Linked DNA regions of Mus musculus: region 2 is linked to region 1. A link is a contact called in public promoter capture Hi-C data. All regions are on one chromosome and are shown on one strand. The core of a region is the stretch at or near the end of the contact, and the rest is flanking DNA. Distances in the headings are between cores, read along the strand shown. Region 1 holds the start of Psmd2 (proteasome (prosome, macropain) 26S subunit, non-ATPase, 2). Region 2 holds the start of Tbccd1 (TBCC domain containing 1).

Region 1 (5,651 bases), core at 1,069-3,568:
AGCTTAAAGTACAAGGCGGGAGATACGTGTGTCAATTATAGCAGGAGCTCAGGAAAGACATACATAATCTGAGAGGCAAGAAAGGAAAAGTATCCTAGAAGGTGAGACTGAACTGGAGCTCAGAGGATGCTAGGATTTACCAACTGAAAACTGAAGGGTATTCCTTACAGATGGAATACCAACTTGGAGGATATTCAGAAATGTGAAACGTGTAGGATGATCAAATTATAAATGGTAGGGTCATAATATAATCCCTACCTGGTTATCAGTGAATATATTGTCTGCTGTCATTTCTAAAGTTAACAGTAAAAATCTCCACAAAACACTTGTCTTTTGGGAAAATATCACATACAAAAAATAGCGACTGACCCAATATCATTATGTAGCTTTAATGGCAATCTTAGTTGGCTAGATTTATAGTACTTAGCAGGAATTCCCTCCTGCTGAGCAGGACTCAAGTCCAATTAGGTGGTTGTTGGTTACCCTCAAAATAAAGTGACGTTGTTGCAGCTTTGGGAGTGTTACACTGAGCTGGTCATTCTGATTTATACGATTTACAGCTGGCTAGGACTATTGATTGCTCTTCTCTTTGGCAGCTTACAGAGCGCCTTAAGACATTGTGAGAGCCAGACCTCAGGGAAGAGGCCTCCAGGTCAGTTCCACTCAATTCCTTAGCAACAAAGCCTTACCTTCAAGTTCTGGTAGGCAACCAAGGACAACAGCAATAGCTTATATTGTTTTAGGAGTCTCTCGGACCCTCCTGACCAACAACTCTGAGGAAGGTTTTCTATGCCTGGCCCTGAGATTGTGTTAGTCGTTGGCTCTTGAGGGGAGCATTATCACCCCAAGTGGTGTAAAAAGTTAGACACTATTAAAACTTTCAACAGGGTCTCATTGTGTAGTTCCTGGCTTGCTTAGAACTCACTCTGTAGACCAGGCTAGCCTTGAACACACAGAGATCCACCTGCCTTTGCCTCCTTATTTAATCCCAAATATTGGGATTGAAAGTATGGGCCACGATGCCTGGCTCATTTCTTTCTTTCTGTCTGTCTTTCTTTCTTTTCTTTTTTTTTTTTTTTTGTTTTTTTTTGAGACAGGGTTTTTCTGTGTCCTGGAACTCACTCTGTAGACCAGGCTGGACTCAGAAATCTGCCTGCCTCTGCCTCCCAAGTGCTGGGATTATAGGTGTGCGCCACCACTGCCCAGCTCATTTCATTCTTTAAGTGTTCTTACAAGAGAAACTTTTTGTACTTCACATAGGCAGAAAACAGACTTAATTTAGGTAGCTTACCAAAACCACACTGCTGGTGCATGGCAGGATTTGTTTCTAATATCATGTTTTGAAAGTTTGAGTTTCCCACATTTTTCCAAGTTTTTATTTCAAAACAATGTATTCCTACAAAATAACTTGAAATATATCCCAACAGCTTTTCATATCCTCTTCATCTGGACTCATCAGCTTCTTGATAAACCTTTTAGGGCACAATTTCCAATTCATCTCCAACATACTAATTGGTATGTGACTGTTGATTATATATATATATATATATACATATACACACATATATACATATACACACATATGTATACATGAAATATACATACTAAATATTTATATACCATACATATGGTATGTGCCTGATATATGTATGCATGTATGTACGTATGTATGTATTCTTATCTGTGATAGAAGTCATAGAAACAGAAACCGGTAGACATTTCCTACAGAGGACTATACGGCTATAGAACAGGCAGAGCAGCAATGGGCTGTTCAATCTCTCTCCAAAGGCTGAAGAAGTCATTGGCAGTGGAAATGGATGGTTATGCCTAGAATCCAAGATCTACACGCATCAGCAGCTCATGTCTGTAATGAAGTTATTCTCTGCTAGAAAGTAAGTTCGAGGCTAACCTGGGATAATAAATAAGTAAATTTCATCTTCACTTTGGGGGAAATGGTTTGCGGTTACTATTCCACAGTAGTAGTGGCATAATTACACCGAAGTCACACAGACTCGGTCAAGACTTGAAGAGTTTTGAGCTCATAGAAATCTCCTACAGAGGACTAAAGCAAGCATGAACATGTATGGACGTCCTGTCTTCAGGATGACCTTCTCATCGTACCATGCATCCAGTTGTGGTGAAGCTACAGGATCGGAGAGCTAGGCATCTCTGCAGTCAGACCACCCTTGCACGCACAGAGACACCCTAACTCAACAGTAGCCGTTCGGGCTGGAAGCCGGAACAGTAATTCCCGTCCTGCTCCAGAGGGCGGGACTCGGGATCCGCAGGGCGCTTCCGGTCTGGAGGACAACGCGCGTGGCCTTCTGGGAAAAGGGGCGGTGCGAGCAGGTGCGCGCGCAGCAGGCCGGCAGTAGTGGCGGAGATGGAGGAGGGTGGACGAGACAAGACACCCGTGCAGTCCCAACAGCCCTCCGCGACAACCCCCAGCGGCGCGGACGAGAAGTCGAGTGGCAAGGAGCGAAGGGATGCCGGGGAAAAAGACAAAGAGCAGGAGCTGGTGAGGCGCAGCCTGGGGAGCCCGAGGAGGAGGCCTTGGGCTGAGTCACTGCTGGCTCGAAGGCCTCGGGCCCGACTCCGTACTGCCCACCGCACCGGGGAGACTCAGGATGGGGCGACCCTTTCTTTATACCCTGCCCGCCCCATTACGCACTGTCACTCCCTGAGGCCCTCACCATCACATCGCGGTTCTTTGGTTATTTCCTAGAATGGCTTCCAAGCAGAGTCTGCCTGGTTCCTAAGGTAGACAGCCTTTCCTATAGGGCTGCTTCCCTATCCCACGCCCTCTTCTTGTCCATAGACATTCACACTCTTCACCTGTCCCGGGGTAAGTGGGAGGAGAATGTGATTCGGGTCCCCACTTTTGATGAGCTTCTTCCCCTAACCCTCCAGTCTGAGGAGGACAAACAGCTTCAAGATGAACTGGAGATGCTCGTGGAGCGACTCGGGGTGAGTCAAGATGTTACTACAGGGGGAGTATAGTTGATGTTTCTCATTTGTTTACTCTATTTCATTTTGAGGCAACAATTAGATACCACATATTAGATATTACGATAATTTGAGGGAAGAGTTACAAAGGGTATTTAAATGGGGTCATGGGTCTCAGGTCATTTACAGGGGTTGAGGCATCATGAAATAGGAGCCAGTTATGTCTTTGACCAAAGCATTGGTTAAGTATGTATGGGTCGTGATGTGGAGAAATGTGACTCCTTTTGGTCTGAGCATTAACATCCCCTATTAGGAGAAAGATACATCTCTATATCGACCAGCTCTGGAGGAACTGAGAAGACAAATTCGTTCTTCTACAACTTCCATGACTTCAGTACCCAAGCCTCTCAAATTTCTGCGTCCACACTATGGCAAATTGAAGGAAATCTATGAGAACATGGCCCCTGGGGAGAATAAGGTAATTCAGAATATGGCTGGGACCTGTCCAGTTGAATAATTCCTTTTTTAATGCTAAGTCACTGAAAGCCTAGTGGACCCCATCTAGCTGGAAAGTTCATCACAGTGAGACTGATTCTCCAGTGGAAAGCCTGAGAATGCTTCTCAGCTCCTTAGAAGTTTCTGCTTCATTATATCTTAAGATTTTCTTAGCACGATGTGTTTCTGACTTAATTTAAAATTTTTATAGTGTGTGCATATATGTGTGTGCCTGAATGCATGTGCTTGTATGCATGTGCATATGCATAAGTGTCACGCCTATGCATGCCTAAAGACCCTCGGTCTTTATAGTTGGTTTTGGGATGTCTTTTTGATTTTGGTTTTTGGAGGTTTTTGGGATGTCTTAATAGGTGCTGGGATTTGAACTCTGATCTTCATGAGCGTGCAGGAAGTCCTCCTAAGTGTTGATCCTTTTCTCCAGCCCCTCTAGCTGACCTCAAACTCGGCTGTGTGGCCTAGACGGAACTTTATTTTATGACCTTCCTCCTCCTCCTGCCTCTATCTGGAGTGCTGGGGTTAGAGGCATAAGCCAGTATGCCTGGCTTTCTAAGGCTTATATTTAATGTCCCTTCTCTCTCTTCTGTCCCATGTACATTCATCCCTTTTATGTCTTTTTTTTTTAAGATTTATTTATTATTATATCTAAGTACACTGTAGCTGTCTCCAGATGCACCAGAAGAGGGCGTCAGATCTCATTACGGATGGTTGTGAGCCCCTTTTATGTCTTAAAAACCCTCAGTTGAGTCACATTTGTCCTGTTGGTGCAACTGTGACCCAGAAGTCTTTACTTTGCAGTGTATTTTGAGTAGCCTCCTAATTGGCTTGCTTTTGTCCTTGACTCCCACATCATCTGCCTATCATACTGCAGTTACAGTGATCTTTCTAGATCATTTAATTTATAGTTATTTAGGTAGAATATTTAAATTATAAATAAATAATAGTAGATAAAAGTAATATTTTTTTAATAAAATTAAAATTCAGTTTTGTATTTATGTGGATGAATGTTTTGCCTCCGTACCTGTATGTATGTATGTATGTGTATCCTGTGCGTGTGATGTCTGCACAGGCCAGAGGCTGGGAACATGTTCCCTGGAACTGGAGTTAGGCTGTTGTGAACACCACGTGGGTACTGGGAACTGAAGTCAGGTCATCTGCAAGAGCAGCATGTTTTTGTAACTGTTGAGCCTGTTTTTCAGACCCCTAGATTATGCTGCTATTATTATTACCACCTTTTAGTAGTTTATTATTGCAATTAAAATTTATGCTGGGTGGGTCTAGAATGTTGAGGCCAAACTAGGCAATATGATGTAATGAGACTGTGGTGTAATGGGAAACACACTACAACCCAAACCCAGATGCATCTGGCTTTTTTTTTTTTTTTTTTTTTTTTTTTGGTTTTTCGAGACAGAGTTTCTCTGTATAACTCTGGCTGTCCTAGAACTCATCTGTAGACCAGGCTGGCCTCGGACTCAGAAATCCACCTGCCTCTGCCTCCCGAGTGCTGGGATTAAAGGCGTGCGCCACCACTGCCCGGCAGAAGCATCTTTCTTTGATTCCCCCATTGTTTATTACTCTTGAGTTAGGTTAGCTTCAGAGGGAGCTAGCAACACCAACTTTAGGGTTTTTTTTTTTTTTTTTTTTTGAGGCTTAGCATGGAACTTTTCTGTATAGAGACTAGTATATATTGAATTTTATAGGTGAATTTTGTGGACAGTAATCTTGATTCTGTAATGGCACATGCTGTTTTCCTAGTGTTTTGCAGCTGACATCATCTCTGTTTTGGCCATGACCATGAGTGGTGAGCGGGAGTGCCTCAAGTATCGGCTCGTGGGCTCCCAGGAAGAACTGGCGTCATGGGGCCATGAATACGTCAGGTAAGGCATTTTCTTTATGGACATGAGAAGGGACTTGGGGTCATTATTCTGTTTGTTTGGGAAACTGAATGTATTGAATCCCCCAGACACTGAATTCCTTGACTCCCAGCAACATGCTTCCCTAATGAGCAAGTCTATCTATCCATAGACATCTGGCAGGAGAGGTGGCCAAGGAGTGGCAGGAGCTGGATGATGCAGAGAAAGCACAGCGGGAACCACTGCTTACCTTGGTAAAGGAAATCGTCCCCTACAACATGGCTCACAATGCAGAGCACGAGGCTTGTGACCTGCTCATGGAAATTGAGCAGGTGGACA
Region 2 (5,651 bases), core at 1,542-4,041, 2.2 Mb after region 1:
TATTTCAACCAAATCTATTCAGAAAAGATAAGGTCACTTTTAGTCAGCAATAATCAATCAAGAAGATGTTACTATTACAAATCATATATTCCCAAAACACAGACCACCCAATTATATAAAACAGATACTACTATAAATAGAGACAGATAGGATTGATTGAGAAGATGGCTCAGAAGTTAAGAGCACTGGCTGTTCTTACAAAGGACCCAAATTAATTCCCAGCACCCACGTGGCAGCTCACAACTGCCTGTAGCTCCTGTTTCAGGGGGTCTGACTCCCTCACAGACATATATGCAGGCAAAATACCAATGCACATAAAATAAAAATAAACTTTTAAAAAGTAAATATTCTATAAAAGAAAGACAGAGAATAGATGTGGACACAGATTAGCTCTAGCACAATAATGGAAGAGTTAAAGACCCCACTCTTGTCAGTACACAGGCTATCCTGACAACAAATAAACAGCAGAATTCAACAGCATCCTACATCACATAGACCTACCAGACCATCTACAAACACCCCCAGTCTTCTCAATATCTCATAGAACATGTAAGATGCAGCACATAACAACACACAAAGCAAGCCTTAACAAACACAGGAAAAATGAAATAATCTCATTATGTAATCTGTCATCAATAGACTAAAACTAGAAACCTCCTCGAGAGGAACTATAGAACACACACTAACTCATCAACTTCAATTCCAAGGGATTCTCCATCCTCTTCTGGCCTTTTTGAGCAAAAAGGCATGCACTCACTAGGTTACATGTAGGCAAAGCACCTGTCTTAGTCAGGGTTTTACTGCTGTGAACAGACACCATGACCAAGGCAAGTCTTATAAAAACAACATTTAATTGGGGCTGGCTTACAGGTTCAGAGGTTCAGTCCATTATCATCAAGGTGGGAGCATGGCAGTATCCAGGCAGGCATGGTGCAGGCAGAGCTGAGAGTTCTACGTCTTCATCCAAAGGCTGCTAGTGGAAGACTGACTTCCAGGCAACTAGAGTGAGGATCTTATACCCACACCCACAATGACACACCCATTCCAACCAAGTCACACCTATTCCAACAAGGCCACACCTTCAGATGGTGCCACTCCCTGGTCCAAGGCTATACAAACCATCACAGCACCCATGAACATCAAAATAAACCTTTTTCTTTCTCATTGAGGTTTTGGCAAAACATCAATGTTTGTTCCAGCACTATTCACAATAGCTAACTTACAGGATGGACTTAGGAGTTCAACAAGAGAATAAAGAAAATGTGGCTTATGTACAATGTTTTCTTCCAAACCATAGAAAATGCAGCTATAGGATACAAAAGATGGCTTAACCATTAAAGGTTAGGCTCACAAGCAAAAATTTAGGAATGCAATTTTGTTGTATACAGGAAAATGGATATAACTGGAGATAACTATCTTGTCTAGATGACTATCTTGTCTCAGAGAAACAAATACATGTTTTATCTCAATGTGTGGCTCCTAGATTTTATATAGGTACTTAAAATCACATATGTGTATATGGCAATGCCAAATCACCTAGAGAAACAAAAGGAATAACAGCACAGAGAGAAAAAGGTAAAAATATATACATTATACAGTTTGACTATACAAGAAAGTACCATATACAATGACTATACACAATGAAACATTTTTAAAAGGAAGGGAGTTGATTATTCTGGAACATGCTACGATATTTAATAGGTGAGGATATATATCATTAAATTAGACAGCTTTGTAAGTTACCATAGACTTGGCCTTTTACTTTGAGTGCAATGAAAAGCCACTAAAGGTTTTAAGCAGGAGAGGATGATTTGACATAGTTTTTAAAAAGCGGGAGTGCGCTGGGGATAGTTCAGTCCATAAAGCTTGCCACTTACTTGCCATACAAACAGGGGGTCTTGAATTCCGCCCATTGTAGCAACTGCAACAACAACGTCCTGGATTCCCAGCACTCAAGAGACAGAGACGGTTCTCGAGCTCCTGGGTCCACCAGCCTAGTCTAATCTGTGATCTCCAGGTTCCCTAGTGCGCTCCCGAGTGCACACAATCATAGGGTGGAGAGCAGAGGAACTTTAAAATAGTGTATCAAGATATGAAGTTTGGAGGCAGGGAGATCGGTTATGAGACCTTTGCAAGCAGGAGATAATTATGACTCAGAGGTGGAGCTATAGTGGACAAGCACACATTACGGTTCACTGATAAAAATCTGAATAGGTTATGCAGGAAGCTAAGCTGAGAAGCTGTCCTAAACAACTAGTTGTCTGAGGTAAACAAAACTGGAGAAAAGAGCAACCGATGAACAAGCTCTAGTGCCTTTTATTGATTGCATGCTTGCTGTGTGCAATTCTGCTAGGAAACTTGCAGGAAAAAAAAAAGTTTAATTAATTCCCAACACTGCCAGAGAACGCTTTGCCTTAGTTCTGTAGAAAACAGGTTCGAAAGTGGGGTGGAGATGGGGCTGCCTCACCGCTACGGAGTGCTGGAAGCCGAATCTTAACTTAAGTCGGTCTCTATGGCGGCGTCTCTACAAGGTACCAGGTCCCTCTTTTCCACGGTAGCGAGACTGTAATAAGTTAGTACTGGGAGAGCCTATCCCCAGGCAAGACGCCCCACGTACTTTGACACCTCCTGGGGTTGCACTTCGGTGAGCGCTCGCAAGTCACGTGTGCACATGGCGTAGCTTCCAGACTGGTAGTAAGACCTCTCTCAAGCAATTGGTCGGAATCGGGAAGGAGCCTCGCGATTGGTGGACATTCGGGTTTCCTACAGCAGCGCGCTCTTTCTCGGCTCCTAACTCTCTCCGGTTCTCAGCCGCTTCCGGGCGGCGCGAACCTCTGACGTTTTCTCTTCCCATTGGCCGGCGGACACGACGGCTGTTCTGCTGTCTGATTGGCTTCCCGCGCCGCCTCGGAGGTGAAGTGTACCGCGCTGATTGGCTGCGGAGTGGCGGCCGCGTGTGATGTCCCCGGCGGCGATTGGCCCACGCCTGGCTGCTCGCCGGCTCTGGGGCTCCCGGAAGGTGGCAGCTGAGGAAGGGGCGCGCTACCTGTCTCCGCGGCCGGGCAAGAGAGAGACCCCGGCGTGAGGCGGCCTCCCTGGGCCGGAAGGGCTGGTCAGCCGACGCAGCGGCACCGGAGGCTGAGAGGGTAGGACCAGGGGACGCCATGGCCCCGCAGAACCTGAGCACCTTCTGCCTGTTGCTGCTGTACCTCATCGGGACTGTGATCGCCGGGTGAGGAAGGGGGCTCCCGCGCGTGCAGCAAGAGGCCGAGGGGCGGCCCTTGCTGAGAAGGACGCGGGTGACATCGAGGAGTGAGGGAGGGGCACTGCCGGGTCGAGGGACAAGGGGGTAGTGTGGGCCAGGCTGGCGGTGCAGGGCCAGGTTTCCCCCAGGAAGAGCGGGGGTTGGTTGCAGAGCCAAATACCACGTTTGGGGATTGGAGGGAGTTAAGTGGCTGTGAGCAGAAGAAGGGAGGCGGACGTCTGAGGGATGAGGCTCTTGATGGAAATGAAGGAAGCGAGTGTCAAGCTGGGGTTGAGATTATAGATACGTCCTTGACGTCTGAGTTCCAGAGTGGGACTGTGGGTTACCCAGTTTGCAACAAGCCTCCAAAAGGCTGACACTAAAGTGGGTGGGCCATGATGCCATGTCAAATGAGGAGAGCAAGAAAGGAAGCCAAGCTCAGACTGAAGAAAGTTGGCTTGAGAGAGCAGCAAGACACTTTAGAGAGACCTTGTACTTCCCACCTTCTTGGGCTAACGAACCTGAACTGTCTTCTTGCCTCGCTGCCTCTCACCATGGTTCCTTCCTGAGCTGGATGGTCTGAGTGACAACAGTTCTCTAACAGGCGATAAAAACTGGGATTCTAGTCTCATGCCACTCTTAGGAATCCTACAAGCTTGAAGGAACTGTGTCAAGTTCCTGAAATCAGGGATAACTGTGCCAACTTTCAGGGAGAAAGAGCAGGCTTAAAGTTTCTCCCAGCATTTAAATGCATGCACGACCCTATAGATGTGGTGACTTAGGATATGGTATGTTGGACTTGTGTTCTAGAATGCCTTCACCCTCAATCCCTTCTTTGGGCTGATGAAAATAGGTGGGTCAGAACTCAAGGTCATTTTCAGCTATCGACTGAGTTCCAGATTTGCCTGGCCTATATCACATGCTATTTCAAATATATACATAACTGCAAAAATAAAAACACACCAAAAGCTCATAGATGTCAGATTTTGACAATTTATAGGTTGTTCATAATGGGAAACTCACTGCTTAGCATAGCTTTTAAAGTTATTTTCTTTATTTTGTTTTGTTTTGTTTGCTTTAATCTTATCATTTCTTCTTTGTGACATACTTTAAATTTCTCAAAGTTGACATTTCTTACATACACTTTATTGTTTTGTTCTTGTTTGATTAAGCCACGGAGTACCCAAGGTACATCAACATACGATTTTGCATGTAGGAGTTGAGGTATGCTGGTCTCCAACTCAATATGTAGCTGAAGGCAGCGTTGAACTCCCTCCTGATCCTTCAGTCGTCACTTCCCAAGTGTTAGACTTGCAGGCATGAACGACCATTCCTGGAAAATACTAATATTGTTAATACTATAGTCACTCATAAAGCAGCCTCTGGGGAAATAATGCTGACACTCAACTATATCAGCCCCCCCCCCCTTTTTCTTTCTTGTATTTTTCTGAGCTATCATTTAACCTTTTCACTCTTAAATCTTTCATTATTCTCTGACAGTTTCATATACACACATATACCTACCCACAACTCCTTGCTCCCCCCACACATATACTTGCCCTGGGCACACCCCAATATGTTCCCGTCCTAACTTCATGTACCTCTCTGAGTCCGGTTAGTTAGTGCTGCCTTCTCACATGGTGACTATTTGTATTGGCTTGCTCAGGTAGGTCTTGTTCAGGTAACCATATCTTGAGTGAATTCATGAATACCATTTGCAGAAGACAAAATTTGACAACACTCCTTCCCACCCTCTGTGTTTACATTCTTTCTGTACCCTCTACCCATGAACCTTCGGGAGTGTGGGAGAGGGGTGGAAGGTTGAAACACCATTCCATTTAAGATTGATGTCTCAATACTCACTCACTTATTCTCCATGCTTTGAACAGTTATGCTGTTGCATTAACTACTGCCCCTGAAGAAAGAGGTCTCTCTGTCCAAAAAGGAGAGTGGCATGGATTTAACCTTATATTCATGAATATAACATATAACCATGTATATATATTTGTGTGTGTGTTAATATAACATACTTACATGTTGTATCATAGATTGTATTTATATTATATCATATATTTCCATATATATTCATATGTAGTCTATGGATATAACCTAAATATTTACAAGGTAGTTTGACAACATGCCTATTTAACAAAACAACAGTAATAAGTTCATCCCTAGAGGCAGGCAGATCTCTATGTTTGAGGCCAGCCTGGTCTACAGAGTAAATTCCAGGACAGGCAGGGCTACTGAAAAACCCTGTATTGAAAAACAGAATAACAACAACAACAAAAAAATGTATGTAGTTGAGCTGGATATGGTTTTATATACCTATAAATTCAGCATTTGAGAGGTAGAGGCGGGAGGATCAGTTCAAAACAAACTTCAGATACATACTGAGTTCAAGGCC

Evidence for each region. Promoter capture Hi-C pulls out the DNA fragments that hold promoters and counts their contacts.
Region 2: a contact with region 1 is called in a promoter capture Hi-C map of erythroid cells, with 9 times the contacts expected there. The contact joins the promoter of Tbccd1 here to the promoter of Psmd2 in region 1. A contact is called at or near these places in 2 of 39 promoter capture datasets (erythroid cells and liver).

Annotation. Positions count from the first base shown.
Region 1 is chr16:20,649,334-20,654,984 of GRCm38.p6, forward strand. It overlaps Psmd2 (proteasome (prosome, macropain) 26S subunit, non-ATPase, 2), which reads left to right and starts at 2,319. Exons shown (of 21, transcript NM_134101.2): 1 at 2,319-2,518; 2 at 2,911-2,967; 3 at 3,260-3,424; 4 at 5,215-5,336; 5 at 5,485-5,651. The coding sequence starts at 2,384.
Region 2 is chr16:22,854,878-22,860,528 of GRCm38.p6, forward strand. It overlaps Tbccd1 (TBCC domain containing 1), which reads right to left and starts at 2,792. Exons shown (of 8, transcript NM_001081368.2): 1 at 2,468-2,792. It overlaps Dnajb11 (DnaJ heat shock protein family (Hsp40) member B11), which reads left to right and starts at 2,968. Exons shown (of 10, transcript NM_001190804.1): 1 at 2,968-3,232. The coding sequence starts at 3,165.